2 separate regions of the Callithrix jacchus genome follow, and region 2 is linked to region 1. The links are chromatin contacts, called in public Hi-C maps. All regions are on one chromosome and are shown on one strand. The core of a region is the stretch at or near the end of the contact, and the rest is flanking DNA. Distances in the headings are between cores, read along the strand shown. Region 1 overlaps LEMD3 (LEM domain containing 3). Region 2 holds the start of LEMD3 (LEM domain containing 3).

What was found. A called contact is a pair of places that touch in the nucleus more often than the background predicts.
Region 2: a Hi-C map of skeletal muscle shows a contact between it and region 1, with 2.3 times the contacts expected there. The contact joins the promoter of LEMD3 here to the enhancer-like site in region 1. A contact is called at or near these places in 2 of 3 Hi-C or Micro-C datasets (both in skeletal muscle).

The regions. Positions count from the first base shown.
Region 1 is chr9:54,045,332-54,050,894 of calJac240_pri, reverse strand. LEMD3 (LEM domain containing 3) reads left to right here. Exons shown (of 14, transcript XM_054238317.2): 4 at 4,451-4,517. Among named protein-coding and RNA genes, the nearest start is that of LEMD3, 47 kb to the left of the region's middle. Within about 2 kb of position 2,989, at least 1 of the 16 cell types and tissues checked has an H3K27ac peak or open chromatin away from gene starts, as enhancers often do. A contact at or near this core is called in skeletal muscle, where this site is marked.
Region 2 is chr9:54,091,923-54,097,485 of calJac240_pri, reverse strand. LEMD3 (LEM domain containing 3) reads left to right here and starts at 2,370. Exons shown (of 14, transcript XM_054238317.2): 1 at 2,370-3,905. The coding sequence starts at 2,384. It overlaps LOC144577592 (a long non-coding RNA gene), which reads right to left and starts at 2,338. Exons shown (of 2, transcript XR_013521774.1): 1 at 2,175-2,338; 2 at 1,844-2,053.

The sequences.
Region 1 (5,563 bases), core at 1,740-4,239:
TAAAAAAATATTAATTTTAAGGTTATTTTAGTATAAAACAACAGGTTTTCTTATTCTGAGTATTCCCTAACTGTAGTATAATTAAATCTGACACAGATTTTATCCTAAGAGCTGAAGTGTTCATCACTTTACTGTAAAAGACAGCTGCCAAGTAAAATGAGAGTGGCATATCATCAATGGATCTGATCTTACACATAAAAGTATGCCTGTTCCCTTTAGTTGTTGGATACCTTAGAGTTTTTGTCCGTTTTGCCCTCATTTTACCTCTTTGGATCTTCTCCATATTGGAATGCCTATTTGACCATTCAAAGGACTTAGAAAGGAAGCATATCCTTCAGACTATTTCTTTTGTTTTAAAGAGTGCTATAATACTAATTTTAACCTAAATTTTACTTATATAAAGATATTTTTCACTTACCCATCATTGCAGGGATGTCGGAGATGATGATGTTTAAGCTTGTAATTAGTTGTTTATTTATTATAGGAACTGTTATATAGACCTGTATAGAAAACATTATTTGTTGTACTGAAGGATGTGTAATAATGTGTAATCACATCCATAGAATATTACTTTCTATTGTTAAAGTGGAACTCTGAAATGATTAGTAATATTCTGTTGTGGTGATATTTGTTTAAAACAAAGTTGACTTATTCAGTTGCATTATTAAGTATAACACTGCTACAGTGTCATAATTTAAATTTGGTATATATGTATGTATATATATATCCTGAACATTGGAAATAGAAGACTGTTTTCTTCTGCTTAATTTTTCCCATGGAGGAAACTGAAGTTCTGAACTTCTGAATAATAGTAATAATTATAATTAAGATAATGGTTGTTTACTTATATTAAATGTTCATTCTGTACAAGGCCCCATGCCAAGTTGTATTAGTCTGTTCTTACGCTGCTAATAAAGACATACCAAGATTGGGTAAAGGAAAGAGGTTTAACTGACTCACAGTTCCACATGACTGGGGAGGCCTCACAATCATGGCAGAAGGTGAAAGTCATGTCTTACATGGTGGCAGACAAAAGAGCATATGCAGGGCAGCTCCCCTTTATAAAACCATCAGCTCTCATGAGACTTATTGACTATCCCTTCATGGGAGTAGCATGGAGGAAAAAAAACCCACCTCATGATTCAGTTACCTCCCATGACATGTGAGGTTTATTAAATTCAAGATTTGGGTGGGGACACAGAGCCAAACCGTACCACAAGTGTTAAAATTCATTATAATTTAATCAAAGGCATAATACAGACAGTTGAAAATATCCTTGAAGAGAAAATTGGCTGAGGATTGAAGAGGGAAATATTTAATGGTGACAATATATGAGAAAATTGGATAGAGTCACCTTATAGATTTTTTTCCCTCCAAAATGAAAAACAATAATCTGGGCCTTACTAAAACACAGAATTAGAAAGTTGCTAATTCAAATAATAAAATTGCCTTTATTTAATGAAAGATTATTTGAAAGCTTATTTTATGTATTTACTTGTGAAACTCTAACTAATTTGCAGAATGCTTAGGGAAGCCCATAGTTAGATATTAAGCTGCAATATTAGGAGACAATCTGAAAAGCAGTCAAAATGGAAGAAGGGTATAATCAAACTGTAAACCAGTAAGTAATCGTAAAAGTTGATTTACATACTTCTCAGATTTACTGCTAGTTTAGTGTACTGGTACTAAAGATAATTGAACCAAAACCTTTCTATTTCTTTCTCAAAGTGTATTCATTCACTTAACAACATATATCATCATGCCACTGCACCCTACTACAGCCTGGGTGACAGAGCAAGACTGTAAATATAGATAGATAGATAGATAGATAGATAGATAGATAAAGTAAATAGTATATATCATAAATACCTACTTAGATTATAATTTAGTCAGCCATTTAGGTAGCAGTTGAGGCCCTTCTGGTATATAGATGGTCATTTAAATTCTGTTTCTTCTTCTTTTTTTTTTTTGAGACAAGGTCTCATTTCATCACCCAGGCTGGAGTGCAGTGGCGTGATCACGAGTCACTGCGGCCTCAACCTCCTGGGCTCAAGTGATCCTCACCTCAGTCTCCCAAGGAACTGGGACTACAGGTGTGCACCACCACACTTGGCTGATTTTTGTATTTTTTGTGGAGACAAGGTTTTGCCACATTGCCCAGGCTGGTCTTAAATTCCTGAGCTCAAGCAGTCCTCCTGCCTCAGCTTCCCAAAGTGTTGGGATTACAGGTGTGGGCCCCCTTACCCGATCTTAAATAAATTTTCATTGGAAAGATAATTCTTGTAAAAATCTATAGTTGAGCTTTCTGAGTTCTTAAGTTATTTGTATGAGAATGTGACAATATGAACGTCATCCAGTATGAGATCAGTTCTATCTGGTTAAGTTTTGTTAATTCTACTTAACTAGTCCAGTGTTTAATATCTGTGAGTCAAAAACTGAAGTTTATTTCTAGGTCCCTCTTAAGTTTATTAAAGATGTAATCACAGAGGACAGATGCCAAATGTTTAAATTTTGAAAGGGAAGTGAGGAAGAGCATGATAGGACATATAAAACAAAAAGGAAATCAGTCTCTTATCCAGATTAGAGGAAAGAAACACAAAACTTTCAGTTGCTTTAATCCCAAAGCTTAACTAGATTCACCTTGGTTTTATGTGTCACATCCATAAACTACACTATTAATGGAACACCTACTCATCCTGTTATGTTGAAGATATTTATTACAAATGATTTCATGGTTTAATGTATCACAAATGCTTAGGCTTTAGAAACCTGAGTTTCAGACCCTGCTTTTACTTTTTGATGTCTGATTTTTGCAGTTTGAATTTTTGATTTTATGTGAAGATAAGGACTGGCTTGATTCAGAATCTGATTGAGATAAAGTTGAAGCAAAAATGTATATATAGGAAGGCAAGTAGTAAACTGAAGGAATAACTAACTTATCTCAGTCAACCATCTGACATAAAACTAGGGACTCTGGTGTTAGGATCTTGGCGCTTTTGCTGAGTTTTCTTCTTAGTGTCACTGGTTAAAGCTGCAGTGACCAAAGCATGCCACCCATAGTGTGCAAACTTGTTCTCTTCTGTCCCTGAACATACAGCACAAAATAAATGGATGAGGTTGCATGTTATTAGACGTATAAAGTGTTACTTTTCTAGCCTTTTATATCTTGCTTCAATTTGCTCCATGATCCTATTCATCCAGTAATTCTGTTTTGTTGGAAACTTGAGGAAGAAAAAAAATAATAAAGATGGAGCCCCCTGATGAATCATGAATTTATTTTAGATAGTATGATAAGTTATTACCCCCTCCGCAGCCTACCCTCCTCCATCATTTATATTGATCCTTCTTGATTGTAATTGCTCTTAAATTGGAGGTCTTGTTGCTTTAGACTATTTGGCAGGTGCTTAGGGTATACCATTTCAATACTTCTCTATGTTAACTCTTTTCATACAATTATTTCTGCTTCCAGGCCAGCCTCTACATTCTGGTTTGGGTAGTATTTCTGATGCACAAGTCTATTTAACTCTGCTGCTAAATTTTCAGAATGAAGTCAAACTCTCTGTTTTGCTATCCAGGGTTGTCTGGTAGTTAACTACTTTTCTAATAGTTTGCTGAATCAAACTAGGCTACTGGTTATGTAAGAAATATAACCAATGCTTTCATGCCTTCGTGCCCTTGCTCAGGGTCTTCCTTTTGCCTAGAATGCTGATCTGTTACTTTTTCCTTTGAAATTGGACTCAAATATTCTGTTCCATAAATTCTCTTCCCTCCTCCTTCTCCTTCTGTATTTACAGAAGGAGGAAGGAAGAGAATCTTCTATATTATTCTGCAGTTGTTATATAACATTTACTATGTTTTTTGCCCTTGAGAACAGGAACCATCTTGTTCACTGGGTCTGTCACTTGGATGAGAGAACAGTTCTTAACTCCTAGTAGATGTTTATTGAATGTTTGTTTCATTTAAATGGTTCATATGTTTATACAGGGGCACCTTGGGAACCCAGGAGAGAACTGAATATCAGTCAGCGTGCCAAAACTCATTCCCTTAGTTTTATGTGGTTGAGTCAGATTAAAACAAAACATGAAGGGCAGCCTTGATGAAGAAAACAGTCTCATATGAACAATTTACATAAGCATGCATTGTATAGAGGGGGATTGGGAACTTTTCTTTGGTGGTTGATGGAGTTTATTGTCTGTGAGACCTTTTTTTTACCACTAACCTTATGCCAATTTTTAAATCATTCTCCAGAAAGTGAAATATTTAGAGTGGTAATTTAGAGTCTTAGATTAAGGTTTCTTAAAAATATGGTACCCATTATTTAAATATGAATTTGTCTTTCAGATAATGTAGCTTCTGTGATTTTTAATTTACTGGTTTTTTGAATAAGAATTATTTGGTGTATTTTTTTTCTTGGAATTGGGTATTTCATAATCACTTCTTTTAATTTTAGGAAAGTGAAAAAAATCTTATGATGAACACATTATATAAGCTTCATGATCGATTGGCACAGCTTGCAGGTAATAGTTTTATAGTCACTAAAATGTTTTTAAAAAAATTATTTGTATATGTTGCATGTCATTAGCAGAAATATTTTTTCAAATCCAATGTTATATTTGTGGAATATTTTTCTTTAGAAGTTTTTCTTGCCTATACAGAGTGATTTTTTATTTTTATATATGTATTTATATATGTGTATTTAATCAAGGCTTTTTTTCTCTGTATTAGAGGTAATATATGTATATTATATGTTATATATTTAAAGTTGATCAAATTTCTTTATTGCATTAATAGTAACCAAAAATCCTGAGGTTTAGGGAATTAGGGAAGCAATGAATTAACTAAAATCTTGGATTAAATATACAAATATGGGTTTTCTTTTGTTGGTTATGTAGGTATCATTCCCTTGGATAAAGTAAATTTGTTCTTCTGCAATTTTCCTTCCTGATTCATTGCATTTTCCTCATATTCTGCTCTTAGTAATTCTTTGAGAGCTCTAAGGTAATCAACTTGTCTGAAATTGGAATAATTTATTATAGATGAATTGGTATCAAGTTTAGCACATATAAATTGCAGTAGCAGCTTATCTCTTACCTTTTAACTTTTTTTAATTCTTATTTTACATATAATCTAAAAGGAGAGACTTGAATTCTTATAAGCAGTTATAAGAAAAGAAAAATGTAGTTTTCAAACTTTTCTATTTAGCAAATCATTTGTGTAAAGATTATTGGTAGAAGCCTATAGGTAAATATGGAAATTCTCTGGTTGAATGGAGGTATTTAGGATCCTGAGAGCTTCCTATCCTCTCATCTCTCTTTGTTTTTTCCATTGGGTTCTTAATTCTGGTCAGTTTTTTAGGGTTATAATTCTGTATTATATCACTAAAAGTGTTCTTTGCTTTGATTGACTGTCATTCACACACTATAAGCTAATGACATTTATTTGATATGCTGTAGCACCCAGAGATAAGTATATGCTAGTTACGCTAGCCAGGGATGTTACTGTCACAAGCTTCTACAGCTATCTCTATAGCAATGTTTTATGAAGTATGGTTCATGGCCCACTA
Region 2 (5,563 bases), core at 1,121-3,620, 47 kb before region 1:
AAATGCTTACCTTTATAATATTGACTAACATTTGTTGAGTGCACACTGTGTGTTAGGTATGGTGCTAGGCATTATGCAGATACAGTCTAATTTACTCCTTAAAACAGCCTTCTGAGGAAGTTTTATCACCCCTCTTCTGTTTGTACAGAAACTAAAGTTTGAAAGCATGAATTAACTTGCCCAAAGTCACAGGCAGAAGTATAAATGATTCAACAGTCTCTATAGGAGGTCATTTAAAGGTTCATAAACCTCTATGTTCATGACCTCTAGGTTCACTGACTGCTATGATTCCTATCAGAGAAGCCAGTATGGTATAAAGCAAATGTTGAACCAAGAATGAAAGTAAGAGACAGGGCTGGGTCCACATCTAGTTTCATTTAACTCCAAACCTCACAGCTTAACCACTCTGCTACATGGAGACACAAGTCCGCTAAGTTTATAATAATTTTAGTCCCCACCCAGATAATTACGGCAATAAAGTCTGGGTCATCATCATAGCCACTATAATTTACTTTGCAAAATTCTCTTATAAGTGCATAACAGTAATAGATTCAAGAACATTTGTAAATCTTAAAGGCTCAACGATTAAAGGACAAGTGACTGTCCTCCACATAAAAGCTTTTTTTCTTTTGAGAAGATGGCAAGCTTTTGCTAGGAAAAGTAAAAAATTAGGGTTAGTATTATTCTGCTGTTTGATTCTGGATATAGAAAAGCTAGTATCTGTGCTTTTTTTTTTTTTTTCGAGAAGGAATCTCACTCTTGTTGCCTAGGCTAGAGTGCAGTGGCGCAATCTCAGCTCAGCTCATAGCAACCTCCACTTTCCTGGGTTCAAGAGATTCTCCTGCCTCAGCCTCACGAGTAGTTGGGATTACAGGTGCCTGCCACCACACCTGGCTATCTTTTTTTTTTTTTTTTTTTTTTTTTTTGTATTTTTAGTAGAGACAGGGTTTCACCACGTTGGCCAGGCCGGTCTTAAACTCCTGACCTTGTGATCCACCTACCCCTGCCTCCCAAAGTGCTGCGATTACTGGCACGAGCCACCGCACCCAGCCTGATCTATGCTTTTGGCTAACATTTTTTCTGTACGGGGTGTAATGTAATAGGTAAAATAACTCATTCAACAGAAAAAACATTATTGTAGCATTTTGTAGCTAATAGGATTGAAGAACTAAAGAATTGTCTGTCTGCCAAGGTTTGGGGAAATGGGAAAATAGGAAGAGAGCTTTACCACACTGGGCACATTTCAACTCTCTGGGATTCGTTTCCTATTCCGTAAATGGAAGAGTTGGGTTTCCAGGTCTTTTTTTTTTTTTTTTTTTTGACTTTGTGTGAAGGTTTCTCCACCTCACTTGGCACTGGTCTCATTTCAAAATATTCATCTCATACTATCCTCTCTTTGCAATTCTTTAATTCATTCAACAAATATTTATTGAGCTTCTACAAGTATCATGAATAACAGAAGCAAGGTTCCTCCACACATGGAACTTATTATAGTCTAAAAGGATAGGAAAATAAATAATTTTGAAAATAAACAAATACAAATATTTATTAATAAATAATAACTATGGTTGGAAAGGTGCTAAGAAGTAAGTAAATAGGGTCATGTGTTATGTCTTCGAGTCTTAAAATGAAGCAGATAAGCTCTTTCACTTTCAAAAATGCTGACGTAGTAAAGTCATTAGGTTTCAAAAAAGGAAAAAGAAAGATAATGTCTTCCAATTAACTGATGAACGAACAGCCATTACTCTAGAATAAAATTGTATTGTGATTGATGTACTCTGTATTTTCTCGGAATAGGAGAGGAAACGCTTCTCAAAAAGAGCAGCGAGAGAAAGTCACTTAATTTTTGTTTTTTTATTTTTGTAAGTCAAGCGAAAGACGAACTGAAAATAGACAACCTGAAGTCAGACGGGAAAGCTGCCAATCTAGTCTGGCCAGCAGAATTTCGTTCAGTCGGTCTAGGCTCCCTCGGCAGTGGGAATCCAGATGTAAAGAAAACTTATGCCATGAACTTCAAGGTAGATTTCAATTATTACTGCCCAGTGGCAGGAACCTAGGATGGAGAGGTCAAGGTGTGGTTTAGTAAGAGACAGCTCCCGGGAATGGCACTTGGAAGGGCAGGGTGGAGAACAGCCGGAGACGGGACGGAGAGGAGGGGGAGAATGCGCCGACACCTCAAGGTGAGAGAGTAGACACAGTCTCTGCCGTGGGAGCCGCTCACTGCTCAGGTGGCTCTTTCCCGCTCAGGTGAGCTCCTCCCGCGTCTCCGATTGGCCGAGACACCCACGGCGCTGAGAGGGCGACGCAGCGCGGTCTAGTTCAGGGTCTAGGGCGGCGCGTCACTTCCGGTAGCGCGGAGCTTGTAAAACACCCTGGAGAGAAAATGGCGGCGGCAGCGGCTTCGGCGCCTCAGCAGCTCTCAGATGAGGAGCTTTTCTCTCAGCTCCGCCGTTACGGCCTGTCTCCTGGACCAGTGACGGAGAGCACCCGCCCAGTCTACCTCAAGAAGCTGAAGAAGCTTCGAGAGGAAGAGCAGCAGCAGCACCGGTCGGGGGGCCGCGGCAACAAGACGCGGAACAGTAATAACAATAACACGGCAGCCGCCACGGTCGCAGCCGCGGGATCAGCGGCGGCAGCGGCCGCGGGGATGGGGGTCCGGCCGGTCTCGGGCGACCTCTCCTACTTACGGACCCCTGGGGGCCTGTGCCGAATCTCGGCCTCTGGCCCGGAAAGCCTCCTGGGAGGGCCCGGGGGCTCCTCCGCCGCCCCCGCGGCTGGCAGCAAAGTGCTGCTGGGCTTCAGCTCGGACGAGTCGGACGTGGAGGCCAGTCCCCAAGACCAGGCCGGCGGCGGCGGGAGGAAAGACCGGGCTTCGCTCCAGTACCGCGGGCTCAAAGCGCCACCGGCGTCCCTGGCCGCCAGCGAGGTGACTAACAGCAACTCGGCCGAGCGAAGGAAGCCCCACTCGTGGTGGGGGGCCAGGAGGCCGGCGGGCCCCGAGCTGCAGACTGCGGCGGGGAAAGATGGAGCAGTGGAGGACGAGGAAGGGGAGGGAGAGGACGGTGAAGAGAGGGACCCGGAGGCCGAGGAGCCGCTCTGGGCCAGCCGGACAGTGAATGGCAGCCGGCTTGTCCCCTACAGCTGCCGGGAAAACTATTCGGACTCAGAGGAAGAGGACGACGACGACGTGGCCTCCACCAGACAGGTATTAAAGGACGACTCCCTTTCCCGGCATCGGCCCAGACGGACCCATAGTAAGCCTCTCTCCCCGCTGACTGTTAAATCGGCCGGCGGCAGGCTGGAGACTTCAGCTCAGGGAGGGGGAGGACTCGCGATGAATGACAGGGCGGCGGCTGCCGGGAGTCTAGACGGGAGCCGAAACCTCGAAGAGGCGGCGGCCGCGGAGCAGGGAGGAGGGTGTGATCAAGTGGACTCCAGCCCAGTTCCTAGATATCGTGTTAATGCTAAAAAACTGACCCCTCTCCTGCCCCCGCCACTTACTGACCTGGACTCAACCTTGGATTCGTCAACAGGCTCCCTTCTGAAAACCAATAATCATATTGGCGGTGGGGCCTTCAATGTGGACTCCCCCAGGATTTATTCTAACAGTCTCCCTCCCAGTGCGGCGGTGGCTGCCTCTGGTTCACTCAGGATCAATCACGCCAATCATACGGGCTCCAATCATACCTACCTGAAAAACACATACAACAAACCGAAGCTTTCTGAACCAGAAGAGGAACTTCTCCAGCAATTTAAACGGGAGGAGGTGTCCCCAACAGGGAGTTTCAGTGCCCACTACTTGTCGATGTTTCTCTTAACCGCTGCCTGCTTATTTTTCCTAATACTGGGACTGACTTACCTAGGAATGAGAGGAACAGGAGTGTCTGAGGATGGAGAACTCAGCAGTAAGTATTAAATCCTGTGGGTAAGGCAACAAAGGGAATGTTGTTAGTGGTCCGCTTTAGCCGCTCTTAGCATTTTACGTGAAGTGACTTACCTGCAAGAACGTGGTTTAACCCCAGCAGTGAGTGTGTGTGTCATCTTTCATTAAAAAAGAGCACCATTATCGAAATGATATCATATGGCTGGTTTTAAAAGTTTTCTGCATGATGTGTTGTGAAATTCAAAACAATTTATAAAAGAATATTATAAACTTGTTACTAAAACTTATTTGTATATGTGACTTAATTTTCTTTTATGCCTAAATAATTGCGCAGATGCCAATTACTCAACAGATTTGAAGTATTAGGATAAGACACACCATAAATGTAGTGTTTTTTCAAATTGAGTTGTGATTCTAATAGGCAGTGTACTGGCTCTTGACATTTGAATGAAATATTTTGTAGTATTAACTGTATGCATAAGTTCGGATTAAATATTTTGTAGTATTAACTGTATGTATAATTTCTTTATAATGAATGAATACAAAACAGCAGCAAGGCACACCTCTTAATTGATTTCCCAGCCCAAAGCAATTTTCCTATCATCTGTAAAAAAAAAATAGTGGTGGTAGGACAGTGCGCGAACTTGCAGTCAGATTTCCTTGGACTGGTTTCCAGGTCCTGCTGTTTACTTGCTAAAAATGACTGTAGGCAGCTGTGTTCACTGTAGAAATCAAAGTATCTCTGCTCTTAAACACAAAAAGAAGATGAATACAGACTGTTTTGTGTTCTGTGAAGTAAATAAGGATGAGTAATTGACGTACACAATTTTATTTTATTTTTTTCCTTTTTTAAAAAAAATTTACCACACTACACTGATGTAGGTGTACACTACTTTAGATTGAACGGAGGAGGTACTATATGAGGTGAGACCTGAAGCAGGAGGCAATCTTGTGGAGAGACAGGAGACCATTCTGGGCCGAGATTGTAAGAGGAAAGGCCTTGAGTTGAGCAAGAGCCTTCTTCTAAGTTATTGTGGTTAAGCATCTGGAGTGAAGGGGAGAGAGTAAGAGTTAAAGCTTCTGAATTTTTCTAATCTATAAAATGATGCCACTTTGACTAGAATGATGTTTGTGAAGACTAAAAGAGAAAGTAAATTAGTACAAAATGGACTTCTGAATACATAATTTCTCAATGTTAGGTCCCTCCCTGCATTTCCCTTGAAGGTTTCCTGCTCTTTTCACCCAAGTTGAATTCACTGTATTATGATTTGTATTTATAAAATTGGCTTATTAGTTTTATTTCAAAATAAAGTGAAAGATGCAGTTAGCCAACTCAGATAAAGAGTAGGAGTCAAATTAGTGTAAGGTTTGATTTAGATACAGCCAATTCCAAGACAGTCAAGTAGCTGATTATTACTCTATTGCTTAATTTAAGGGGTTACAAGAGGAATGAAATTCAGCTCTTAAATTTATTTCCCAGAAGCATGAGTGTATTGTGTCCTGCCCCAAGTATTTGGGAGGAAAAAATAAGGGCAGACTAGAAGTTAAACTAGTAAAAGTTCACATAAATTAAACTACATTACTTATCAGCAGTAGCTATCTGCATCTGCATCTGCATCTATGTCTGTAACAACTATATGATCTGGCTTCTTTTCTTTTTTTTTTTTAAATGGAGTCTCG